2 separate regions of the Oryctolagus cuniculus genome follow, and region 2 is linked to region 1. A link is a contact called in public Micro-C data. All regions are on one chromosome and are shown on one strand. Each heading gives the region's core, a stretch centred on a gene start, on an enhancer-like site or on the middle of the called end of the contact. The rest is flanking DNA. Distances are from core to core; before and after follow the strand shown. Region 1 overlaps COL23A1 (collagen type XXIII alpha 1 chain). Region 2 holds the start of COL23A1 (collagen type XXIII alpha 1 chain).

What was found. Hi-C and Micro-C count contacts between places; a contact is called where the count stands out from the background.
Region 2: a contact with region 1 is called in a Micro-C map of ear pinna, with 9 times the contacts expected there. The contact joins the promoter of COL23A1 here to the enhancer-like site in region 1. A contact is called at or near these places in 2 of 6 Hi-C or Micro-C datasets (ear pinna and an unstated tissue).

What each region holds. Positions count from the first base shown.
Region 1 is chr6:63,849,972-63,856,277 of mOryCun1.1, forward strand. The region is part of intron 5 of COL23A1 (collagen type XXIII alpha 1 chain); the gene reads right to left. Among named protein-coding and RNA genes, the nearest start is that of PHYKPL, 41 kb to the left of the region's middle. Within about 2 kb of position 1,355, at least 1 of the 8 cell types and tissues checked has an H3K27ac peak or open chromatin away from gene starts, as enhancers often do.
Region 2 is chr6:64,126,722-64,133,091 of mOryCun1.1, forward strand. It overlaps COL23A1 (collagen type XXIII alpha 1 chain), which reads right to left and starts at 1,358. Exons shown (of 28, transcript XM_008255487.4): 1 at 715-1,358. The coding sequence starts at 1,014.

The DNA of each region.
Region 1 (6,306 bases), core at 105-2,604:
CAGCCCTGGTAAGGCACCCAAGCGCTGGGGAGCCTAGAATTCTGGCTGTGAGCCGGCTCTCCTGTTCTCCTTCCCGCCAGGACCAGCCTCCACCGCTCCCTTCCCCGCCCCGCCCCTTTCTGCACGACGGAGGAGACAGAGCAGCCTGGCGTGCAGTGTGTGCCGCAGGTAGGGTGTCCACGTGTGATGCACCCTTGTCCTCTTAGCTGGCCACCAGCGACCCTGACCGTGGCAGGCAGGCGCCATTGTCATTGTTCTAAAAACAGAGGGAGCTGAAGCTTGGACCCCCAGCCAGGGCCCTGAGCCCAAGTCTCCTGCTGGGGCCCCTGTGCTGCTCGCTTCAGCCTGATTCAAGGATGTGACCTGCCTGTGTGTGTGTGTGTGTGTGTGTGTTTGACAGGCAGAGTGGACAGTGAGAGAGAGAGAGACAGAGAGAAAGGTCTTCCTTTGCCGTTGGTTCACCCTCCAATGGCCGCCGCTGCTGGCACGCTGTGGCCGGCGCACCGCGCTGATCCGATGGCAGGAGCCAGGTACTTCTCCTGGTCTCCCATGGGGTGCAGGGCCCAAGCACTCGGGCCATCCTTCACTGCACTCCCTGGCCAGAGCAGAGAGCTGGCCTGGAAGAGGGGCAGCTGGGACAGAATCCGGCGCCCCGACCGAGACTAGAACCCGGCGTGCCGGCGCCGCAAGGCGGAGGATTAGCCTAGTGAGCCGCGGCGGCGGCTTGTTTTTTGTTTTTGTTTTTAGCTTCCACATCTAGGGAGAACACGTGGCAGCGCTGCCCCGAGGAAGGGGGCGCGGGCTGGGTCAGGAGGACAAGTAGCCGCCCCCACCACCTGGCTGCTCCTCCTGCGGCTCCCACTGTCGGCACCTACTTGACCTCCTGACCTCGGTCCACACCTGCCTCCTCCCTCCCCAGGCCAGGCACAGGCGCCCTGACCACAGCGCCCAGCGAGGCCGGGACTCACGCTCTTTTGATTCTCTCCCTTTCTCAATCACGGGCTCCGTGAGATGGGGACCCCTGGACGGACCTCTCATCACTGCCGCCAGGAGGCCCAAATGCGCCCTGGGCGCAGTTGGAACGCAGGACGCGCTCCGGGGCCGGGCACTAGAGGGCGCCCTGGACCTGCGGGAGGCCGGCCCGGGCTGACTCCTGTGCCGGGGCCGCAGCCGGGGGAGCTCCACCGGGATCCCGGGCAGGGCGTTGAGGCTGCAGGCTAAGAAGGGGCTCCCCTGCTGACGTCATCGACCATGGCGACAGCACGGGCTGTCGCTCACTGCACCCAGCCCGTTGAAATCTGCCCTGGGGCTTCCCAGAGGTTGAAGAGGTCCAGGCTTAGAGGGATCAGGGTTGCACTGGAGGTGACAGTGCTGCCTCTCCTAGTGCCGGACCGGGGAAGCTGGGTGGAGAGGCTCCTACCCTCATAGAGGCTTTCTCCCAAGCCTGTTTCCTTTGAAGCCCTGGGCTTGGTGCAACAGCCTTGCTCAGCTCTGTGACAATGGAGTGAGGCTGCTTTGCTGCCCTGGGCACGTGGGGCTCGGTGCCAGCCTGCAGCCCAGGCAAACCAGCAAAGAGCAGGCTTGGCCTCCTTTGCTGGGTCCCTGACGGCTGCTGCCCTTGCTAAGTGACAGCCCAGGACGAGGTGCACAGGAGGCACCGGGGCCAATGCCAGGTCTATATGAGTCATCTGGGGCCCAAAGACAGGAGCAGCAGCTGAGCCTCCCCAAGCTGGGGTGCCCCACAAGGGACACTCATGGGGAAACTGGGCATGCAGTACCCGGCCAAGACAAGGGGCAGCTGCCCAATGTGGGCCTGGGGGCTGTGGGAGAGGCCAGCATGGTGGCCCTCTCCAGCGGGCCAGGCTGTGTCTCCTTGCGGTTCCAATCTGGGGGCCATGACTGGGGACTTGGGACATCTGCTTTCATCCCGTCCCCTGCTCAGCCCGGAATCCAGGGGGCTGGGGGGCAGTCCCGCAGGGGTCAGATGAAAATGAGATGGAGGATGTTGGAATCTAAAAAAACAGATGGGTTTAGGACATTACAGATGAATCATTTAACTAATTACACTTTTACAATCAAAGCTGTTTTTGAACTACGAGAGTGCAAGAAAGCACATGTATGTGTGGTGCTCGGAGCCCCTTTCGCTCCCTTGATTAATTCCAAACAGCCGGACTGAGTCATTCATGTCAAAATTGGTCCCAGGCTGGGGCCCTGCCTCAGGGACCACGCTGCGGCCGGGAGCCTGTAAATCCCGGAGCAAGTGTGTGCCCCATCCCTCTGGTGGGGGTGGGGGGTATTTGGGCAGATGGGTCCCCTGCACTATGCTTGGGGCCCAGGAGGTGGCGCTAGTGCAACCCTCAGCAGCTGCCACCTTGCAATTCTGGATTATGGTCTCACTAGGGAAGGCACTACAGAAACCCCCTCCCACCAGGCTCCCTTCCTCGTCTTTGCCCTGCAGCCTGGGAGGCCCCTTCCTGAAATGCCTGGGGCCACATGGGTTTCAGGTTTCGCATTGTGGAAAGTCTGCCTGCAACACAAGATATTTTGGGGCAGGACCAGACTCAACCCCACATTCATTTGTCTCATAGGCCTGAGGAACAGCTTATGTGCTGGTGCATCTGTGTTTGCGCTGCGATCCATCCCGTGAGGTCAGATGTGGAATTGTCTGCTGTGGCCTCGGATTTGTGCTCAGGAGGTTTGAGTTTTGGAGCTTTCTGCCTTGGCCTCCCATGAATAAGTGTGTATCCAGTAAGCACTCAGTACTTGCCCCCGCTTCCCTGGCACAGTTGGAGGGCTGAGGGGCTGAGAGGTGACAGTCCTGTCTCATGGGTTCCCTAAAGGACTCAGTGCCCCTGGCAGCTGTCTCTGGGGAGGGTGGCTTCTAGAACCAGGGCCAAGTTCAGCCATCATCTCCCCCCAGCGGACCTTCAAAACCATGGCCTTCAAGGTTTTACCTGATGCGGCCCAGACACCCCTTGGCATTTGCCTTCTACCATCTCCCTGTCCCTCGCTCACTCATTCCTTCCACTGTGGCCTTCAGTGCTGCTGGAGACACAAAGCTCACTCCAAATTCATGACCTGGGCACCTGCTTTTTCCTCTGCTGGGAAAATTTCTCCCTCAAGATCATTGCTTTTTTTCATCATTTAACTCTCAATTCATCCACTTAAGATGATTAATTGGGCCAGCGCCACGGCTCACTAGGCTAATCCTCCACCTTGTGGCGCCGGCACACTGGGTTCTAGTCCCGGTCGGGGCGCCAGATCCTGTCCCGGTTGCCCCTCTTCCAGGCCAGCCCTCTGCTATGGCCCGGGAGTGCAGTGGAGGATGGCCCAAGTCCTTGGGCCCTGCACCCCATGGGAGACCAGGAGAAGCACTTGACTCCTGGCTTCGGATCAGCGCGAAGCGCCAGCCGCGTGGCCATTGGAGGGTGAACCAACGGCAAAAGGAAGACCTTTCTCTCTGTCTCTCTCTCTCTCACTGTCCACTCTGCCTGTCAAAAAAAGAAAAAAAAAAGATTAATTAATTCATTCATTTGAGTGGCAGAGAAAGAGCTGATGTACTCCCCAAATGCCTGCAATGGCCAAGAGTTCAGAACTGGGAGCTGGGCTGGCATGGGTGCACTTGGCTTGCAACGTTCTGAGCTCAGAATTCCCCCTGCACTGCTGATTCCTTGAGCCTTGTGGTCCCTGGACCAACCTGTATGTGAAGGCTCTCCAATGCTGCGGTCACCTTTTTAAGCTCTATGCCTGCAATTCCAATATTGACCACCAGACAGCACCAAGGACCACACAAATCTCAAATGCACTATTGAAGGTGAACCCTACATTAAAATAAGATCTGTACATACATGCATATATTTTTAAACTTACCATACTGACATACATTTAAAAGTGTGTCCAGGGCTTGGGGAAACAGCCCGTATTCATCTGCTGTTGGTGGGAATGGGAATTAGGACAGCCTCCTGCAGGGCTATTTGGCAATACACATCAAAGCCTCAAACATGTGCAAACCCTTTGGTGCAGTGACTCAACTACAGACATTAATGCTGAGGAGATAATCACAGAAATAAGCCTACACCGATTCCTAGGAAAGATCTCACCACACAGAGCCATCTGCAGTCAGCCCTGGTTGGGGGCCCTCCACAGGCCAAGGCATGGGAATTTCAGCTCAAAACTCATGGGCCCCAGGAGCCTGCAGAAGTCTGTCCCCTCTGCTCCCGCTGCGGAACTGCTCTCCCTCCTCCAGGGGAGCCCAGCAGGGTGTCCACCCCTCACAGTCCCCTCTCAGCTGTGGGTCTCATGGAAGGGTCAGCTCAGGCAGCAGTGCCAGAGCGCTGATGCTTGGAGGCAACACCCATGCCCTGGGCCCTGCAGGTGCCCACCTCTGTGCAGAAACTTGGGTCTGGTGCAGGCTGGGCCAGGCACCCTCAGGGAAAGGGCACACATGGGCTGTGGTGACAGCTTCCCGGGTCCCCTCATCCCTGGCCTGCTTGTCTGCTCAGGGCGTCTCAGCGCTATGAGGAGCGAGCTGCAGAGCTGCCTGCAGACAGGAAGTGGGGGGCCCCCACTGGGCTCTGCCCTGCTTCCTCCCCAGGAACCCCAGTTTCACCCTGGGGGCCACACACATCCCTCCATTCCCCACCCCGGCATTACAGAGCCAGGCTGGAGCCCCTCTCGCATGCACTACAACTTGTGTGGATCCCGACAGTCCTGTGGGCGCCCAGTGGCCACGCCCTCAGTTGGCCGTGAGCACCACGTCCCGCGTAGGCAGTGTGTGGGCTCTGAACCCCACCTTCGTTTTCTTCTCTTCAGGGCAGGGGGTAGAGCTCAGGGCCACTACAGGGACTGCCCAAGGTTTTCCCTGCTCTCTCATGGGAGGCAGAGGCTGGGTTCCGACCCGGGTTCTGGGCTCCACAGCTCTTGCCTGAGGCCGATGGTGCTGGTGGCCATCCCATACCCCACTGGGTCCTGGAGGAAGGCAGGAGGGTGGCCCAGGGAGAAGAGACCTCTGTGGAAGGCAGACCCCTGGCAGCTGGTCGGGAGAACCCAGGAGAAATGACCCCCATCATCAGCCGGTGGCCTCTCTGATGCTTACAGTGGGGAAAGGGGGTGCCTGGGTCCCTGAGAGCTCAGGGGGAGAAGCCGTGGGGAAGTGAGGAGTAGCTCCCCTGCACCACCCACTCCACTCTGGACCTAGGAGGGCGTCACTTGGGATTTCCCACTCCCGATGGCGTGGAAGCAACACGCACTCCGTGCACCGCATGCCTGGGGTGTGGACGCTGACTTGTCTTGGGCTAGCGCTGGTGGTCCCATCCCCCCCACCCCCACCCTGTGATGCTGGGCGGTGGCAGCAAGCGCGCTCCCAGTCAGCCCCATGGTCACAAGGGGACTGACCCAGGCTCTCCAGGGCGCGGGGCTGCTGGGCCAGGGCAGGTGGCGGGTCAGGGGCCTTCAGTACATTTTCCACCTATGACTCCTCCCACTTATGACTGATTTTTGGAGCCTTAACCCAGCGTAAGTCGAGGGGCATCTGCAAAGTAGATAGACACACCAGGTGGGTAAAAGCGATGTGGGTCACCCAGCAGTGGCTCTGTTAGAACCACTCGTTTCAGTCGTCCTGAACTGCTTAAGGCATTGCTTGAGGGTCCAGCAAGAGCCTCCAGCTGCTCAGTGCATCTCCTTGCTGACCAGGAAGAGGGCCCTGGCCCTTGTGCTCCGTGGGGTGAAGGTGGGTCATAGCCATTTCGAGCCTTCCATTCTTACGTCCTGCAGAGCCCAGTTAGAGGCCAGGCTGCCTGCTGCAGGGGAGCCATACTGCCTGTCTGGGCACAAGGTAAATGCTCCCTACTTTCCACCAAGTCCTGAAGGGCTGAGTTTGTGACACAGTTTGTGCTGCGTGTAGCGCTGTCACCTCTATAGTCTCACTTGATCCCGGGTTGGATGCTGTGAGGGGGACCCTCAGCACCCCATTCACAGAGTGGGAGGCTCAGAGAGAGTGAGCACTTTTCCAGCCAGCAGTCAGCACAGATCCATCCTGATGCCCGGGACGGATCTTTTCTCTCCAGCCTCCAGGAGGGGGCTTTCCTGCAGGAATGGGGACCACCCTCTCCATGGCTGGCCCTTCCTGACTCTGGACAGATCGGTCTCCACCACCAACACTTCTCTCCTTGCCTCTTCCTAATCTGCAGGTGCAGAGCAGGTCTTCCCCTGTGGGTCACACCCGCACTTCTGCTGCCCCCTCCATGGTCCTTAACCTCCTTGCAGGTCCCCAGGGCAGCTGGGCCACCCCTCACTCGGCAGGGCTGG
Region 2 (6,370 bases), core at 108-2,607, 280 kb after region 1:
GGAGGCTATCACCAAGTGTGTCACATGCCCACCTCTTCGTCCAGGACGGGGCATGCCCGCCAAAGAACGGAACCCAGGGCTTCTGGTACCAGCTCAACTCCTCCAGTCCTCCTCCGCAGCTGCCCAGGGTTCCCCTCAGGCCGGGTCGCGCGCTCTGCGCTCAGCTACCGCAGCCTGGGGACACAGCATCCTCAGGATGAAGCTGCTTCCAAAGGAGCTTCCCCAGGCGCCTAGGCTGTACAGGGCGGTCTGGGCTGAGCTGGGGGCCCTGCAGGGCCCCGGCTCTCGGCCTGGCCGAGGTTTTCCTGTGCCGCGACCGCCAGCCGCTACGGATACATCCGCTTTGGGAACAGTAGCTGCTACCGGCGGAGGCACCGGCCGCCGCTCGCATGAGCTCCGGCAGCGAAGAGCGGGCGCGCACACACCCGAGAGATTCAGCCCCACGTCTCCTGCGCCCAAGTGCGTCGCGTTTCCTTTTCCTCCGTATGTTCACCCCTTCAAGAGCTCTTCGAGCTCCCTCTTCCCGCCCGCCGCGCGTCCTGGCACGGGACTCTGAGGCAGGAGTGGGGACCGCACAGTGCCCTGGGGGCCAACACCCCCTGGTCTCCGGTCCCCGCTGAGGCATCCAGCGACCCCTCCTCAGGATGGCCGACACTCCCCCAGCTCGAGACATCGCTGGCGGCGGGACGGCCCCCGCCCTGCCCGGTGCCTCACCTCGCGCAGCAGGCGCTCCAGGTGCGGCTCGGCCCAGGCGGCCAGGGCGCCAGGCGGCCCCGCGCGCCGCAGGAGCTCCCGCTCCTCCTCGAGCGCCGCCACTCGGCCCTGGAGCGCGGCCGCCTGGGCGCCCAGCAGCAGGCAGGCAGCCGCTGAACCCACGGAGAGCAGCAGGCACAGCGCGCTCGCCGCCCGGGTCCCGGCTGTCTTCGCGGGTCTTCCCCCACCGCCGCCACCGCCGTCCGTAGGGCTGCCCTTCCGCACGTCGCCGCCGCCCCCGGCGCGCTCGCCTCGGCTCATGGCGCGCTGGTTGCGCGTGGGCTCTGGCGGGGCGCGGTGCAGCACCCAGGCCGCACGCTGAGGGTGCAGAGAGCCGGCGAGAGCGCGCGAGGCACGAGGTCTGCGGGGCTGGAGACCTGGCCTCCGGGCAGCAGCGGATCGCAGCGCACGCCCCCTTCGCTGCTGCCGCCCGCTCCTCCACAGCGGCCACTTTGGGCAGTTTCTATGCAAATAGACTCTGCCAGAAAAGGAGCCGGGACCCACCCAGGGGAGGAGCGGCCTGGTCGGTCCCGCGCACCGAGGGGCGGGGGCGAACAGGGAGCTGGCTCCTTAGGGCCACCCGTGCGCGCGGGACCGACCCGCACGCAGCGCAAACCTCTGTCCGTGAGGCCCCGGGCGCCGGACTTCACCCACTCCCCCAACGCTCGCCTGGGCGGATCCGCAGCCCCCAGAGGCCTGAGGTGCGTCGGGGGACTCTGCACGTCATCTGCCGCCCATCCTGGGCTGGAATACCGATCATGCCTAGGGAGCATCCTCCAAAACTCGTGAATTAACCTGGTGCTTCTTAGAAGTTCAGAACTTCAAGTCCTGTGGAAAACTTGGTGGGTCTGCCCTCGCTGGTGGCTTAGCGCCGCTTCGTGGTCAAAAAGCGACCTTGCACACTCAGATTAAGAGACACAGTCGGAGACGACACTCATTGAGCCAAGCAGAAAGCTGCCTCTTAGAATCCTGATTCTCTAAGTGCCCGACAGGGGTGCGTGGAACAGAAATAAGTCTGTTCCTGACCCAGAGAGGGCTTTTAGTTGAGAACACAGAGATTCTAACAAATGACAAAGGTGTGAAATTACAACTTTTGTTGATGAATAGTGGAAACAAATTGCTAAAAATGATGTATTTGTTATAATGCGACGACACTTCAAATTTACATCACAGGTTAATGCAGGAAAGTTTTGGTGTGCAGCCAGGGTCCAAAGAGAGGGCGGCTCATCTGCTGGAGTGGCTTTGAGAGTCTTGGCAGGAAGGGAAAGGCCAGAAGTCAAGTAGGTTCCTGTTGGGTGGCAGATTCCTAGCACACATATTTATATGCTAAAATAGGCTCCAAGTCACTCTTCCATCAACTTCTGAACACCCAAGTAAAAATAAACCACAAGCTTAAATCTTGGTAATTTGGGCAGCTCACAATTTTTTTTTTAGAAAAACGCCTGTTACCTGCTATGGTACTTGAGGAGGTTTGTGCTGGGACAATTAGGACCCAGTCTGGGACACTTGCATCCCATCTCGGGAGTGCCTGGGTTCAAATTCCAGCTTCCACTAATGGGCATGCTAGTGGACTGAGTTCCCAGCTCTCAGCTTTGGCCACCAGTCATTTGGGGATTCTGGGAAGTTAACCAGTGGATGGTGGTCTCCAGCTTTCCATTTTTTAAAGCTAGTGGAAAATGAGTATCTTGAAAATATGTAGATATTTCAAATTTGCTTTACACCATAAGAAACTTGATTCCCTTTTCCCACAGACTTTGCACCTTTGTATCTTTCCCTCATTGGATGCCTTCTTCTGGCTAAAGTTTACTTCATTTCTGTGGACAGGTTACTTAACTTTTAAAACTGCTAAGGACTCCAGCTAATGTGTCTATCCTTACTCCCTTAATTCAAAGGAAAAAATTACCCTGAGATTGACAGAACAGATGGAATTAGAGCTCACCTCTGAAGCTTTGTAGCTGTGGCTGTAGGTAAACTGGGGTTACTGTTAGGGAGTTAGTTCTGCCCGGTGCTAGAAGCTAGCATATAACTGAATAATCTGCAAAGGCCTTGCTACACAATCTTGGCAGTATACTCTGAAAAGGCTGACATCATATTCCAAGTTAGTACTCACTCTTACTATACACCTGCCATGATGTAACTGTCCCAGAACCTTCTGTATACTGAAATTCACTGGTCCCTCAGGCCTCTGCCCTTGCCTATCGCCCTCACTATCTGGAATATCCTCCTGTATCTCAGAGCAGCAAGTTCCTCCTCACCCTTTAGGTCAGGTCCTGAAGTCATTAACCTTACTGCCTCTAAAAAGCCCTCCCAGCCTGCCCACTGTAAAGAGGCTGCCTCCCCTCACCTCATCCCCTCAGGGTCAATCAGGGGTTCATGGCATTTTTCGGTTTGAAGTTACCCTTTAACTACATCTCCTTGTCCTGCTCATTACAATCTTTTCGAAGAACAGAAGTGTATCTGGCACAGTTGGTACATTTATCATTGAACTGGTCTCATTCACCACTGTTTCCTCACAGAATGGTTATGATACTTCACAAAACTCATGCAAAATGCAATTAAAGGCTAAGTTTATTTTGGTGCCAAAAATTCTGAAATCCATGCACATGAGGCCAAGAGGGTCTTCAAACAGTTCACTTTTGAATCAAAACAAACATTTTCTAATTCCACTTTGCACTAACTTTTTGAAGTACCCTTGTATCTGGTATATAGTGCTTAAGACATATTAAGTGAATTGAGATGAAAATGTTTGTTTACTGTCTACAATTCAGTGAAAAGGCAGAAAACACTCTTGTGTAGGCTGGGGTTCTGGAAGATAAAGGAAAAGTGCTCTGCGGGTATCCACATGGGACGCATTACCAATCTTTAATTGAAGAGGTGAGGTGAGAAGACCCTTTGCAACCTATGGAACTTGTAGCCTTTAGTTAAGGGACACAGCTTCTGCAAAGCCATGGCTTGGAAGGGAGGGAGTTGGGGGAATACTCAAGTCTCTCCCCTCCTTTTGGGGCCTCCCACCAGCCATACCTGCAGACACGGGAGCCCAGGTGATACAGTGCAGAGGTCGGCCCCTTAAAGGACAGAGACAGCAGGCAGAAGGGGGGCCAGATCTGGGGAAGGTGGAGGGTAAAAGAATATCCACCTAATCTAGCATGCATGTACAGCAACACCTGACAAGTAGATAACACTCACCGAGGTCAGTCTAGCTACTTCTGCCCCAGAACCGCTAACCTGCCAGCAATAAACACTAAGTCCCAACAAGGCACTCCACAGAACTGGCCACCTAGCAGTAAACCAACTGATTTGGACTCCAGCCTGGAAGCACGGTGGTATGTGTTCCACAAAGATAAGTACAGGATTTCACTTTACAGCAAAGGAGGCAGGGTGAGCCCATGACCATGGAATCCTGCACTGGCAAAAACCAGCCAGCCTTACAGGACAGAAAAGCCTCATGCAGGCACACAAGACTGACATCAGAGGCAACCCTCTGGAAGTGCATACGCATAGCTCTTTCAGAAGTTCGTGTATGTATTAAAATCAGGGGCTGCTTCCAGTAATACATGGGTCCGGGAACCAGAGGGTAGAAGTAAGAGTGGCCCCACTAATCATCACTTTCTAGGACCTCCTTGGGGGTTTGTCCTCCTAACTCTGGGCATAGCAAATTGGAAATCCTAGTTCTCAAACGGGTTACTCTTGCCAAGGGATGAAGCAACATTATCAACATTATTTGTTATGGCCTTTTACAACAGTTTGCAACCCTATCTGACCCAAATAATCTAATACATTTTGTAAGGCTCTTTTTATTCTAAACAGTGTGACCCTGCTTAACTACAAGCTAAAGCTGCCACTCAGGGCAGCTGAACTCTGTACAGGGATCTGTAAAGGGAAGTACCATTTGGGCAGGAGTAACTGACCCTGATCAGCAGGATTAATGTGAGGCTCCTTTATACAATGGGGGCAGGGAAGAATACAGCAGGCACCCATGACACTCCTTTGCCCCACCCCACTGCTTTTGAGTAGAAACGGGCAGCAATCAGCCTAATGATTGGCATGTTTCACACTCCTCAGGATTAAAAGTACATTACAACATGTTTTATAAAACAGGGATTACTTGGGTCAGAGAGGGTTGATACACACTGCAAAGGCCCAGAACCATTTATGTTGACAATGAACAGGTTCTAATATATTTAAAATGTCATTCAAGGCAGAGGTATGCAAGCCATTCTACTGAAATTCCCAGCAAAATTTCAAGGTTTAAATTAACCCATGAGGTATAATATAGATAAATTTCATTATCTTGGAACATAGAAAAGGCAGTGTTATGATACAGTAAAAACAGCACACGTTGTCAATGCCTAGATTCCAGTCTAGGCTCCCCTAATAGCTCACGGTATAAACTGAAGCCACTTACCCTTCAGATTTCATTTTCACTTTTTGAAATGAAAAGTGAGACAGGGACTAGACTTATTCTCCTGCCTGTAACAACTTAGAAACCAAACAAACTGTATTAAATAGTTTTCAAGACAGTGGACATCAGCCATCAAAAATGACTGTGATCTTTGGGAGATGGGAAACAGAAACCAAGACTGCCCCAGCTTACTATTTACTAGAGATTTTCCAGGCCACAGTGTTGGAAATGGGCACGAGGCAGAGCTGGCATAAGGTGAAGAGAGAAGAGCTGCCAGTCTAGGGAGGCCAAGTGGTTAGAACTACAGAGACTGGAGAGAGTTGCACAGAACTACAGGAACCTTAAGGGTTCCCCTGAAGTCTTCCCTTGAGGACTGATGAGTATATGTACATGAGGAAACTACCTAAGGCCAGGTGCAAACAAACCCCATAGCTTACACAAGGCCAGGGACGGTTCTTCCTACCAGCCAGTGTAGGAAATGGGATTCAGAAGACACTGAGTAGAGAATTCAAAAGTTTTTTGCTTCAATACTGTGCAAAAATCCCAAATGCTGTACTGATCTGCCTAACACAACCTGAAAAAGACCAAATTGAGTCAAATAACTTTACAATGTCCATAAACAAAGATCAAGAAATAAGGAATACAAAAATATCCAGCACAAAGTGGAACAAAAGTAAAAAATATCATGTAGACAAGCAGCAAAGGGATGGCTCATGACAGAGAAAAGGTAACCCATTAAAACTGACCCAGAAATGAAAGTAGAGAATTAGAAGATAAGGATACTACAGTTTTAACTATTCCATACCTTTACCAAACTAAAAGAATGACAGAACAGGTTAAGCCGACACACCATTGACTTTCCAAAAAAATCTGAAACTTTAATCTCTAAAAATGACAATGTTTGAATGAGAAATATACTAGATGGATTTAAAGGGAAAGCACTACTTTGGGAACCTGATGCATCTGCTGGGGGAAAGGACAGAGGTGTAGGCACGACAGTGGCACTGGAAGAATGGAATTAGGCAGCACAAAAGATGGCAAACATCTTACTCTGCAGTGTCATACTGCTAGGCTCAGCTGAAACTTTTCTCTTTACATCAAATCCTTCTTTTAAAATTATCATCACATACAATATAGTCCAACTATTTGGAAGAGCACATTCACTATATGTGACTGCATCAGAGGCCCAAACAGAATTTATGCAGTGGCTCTGTG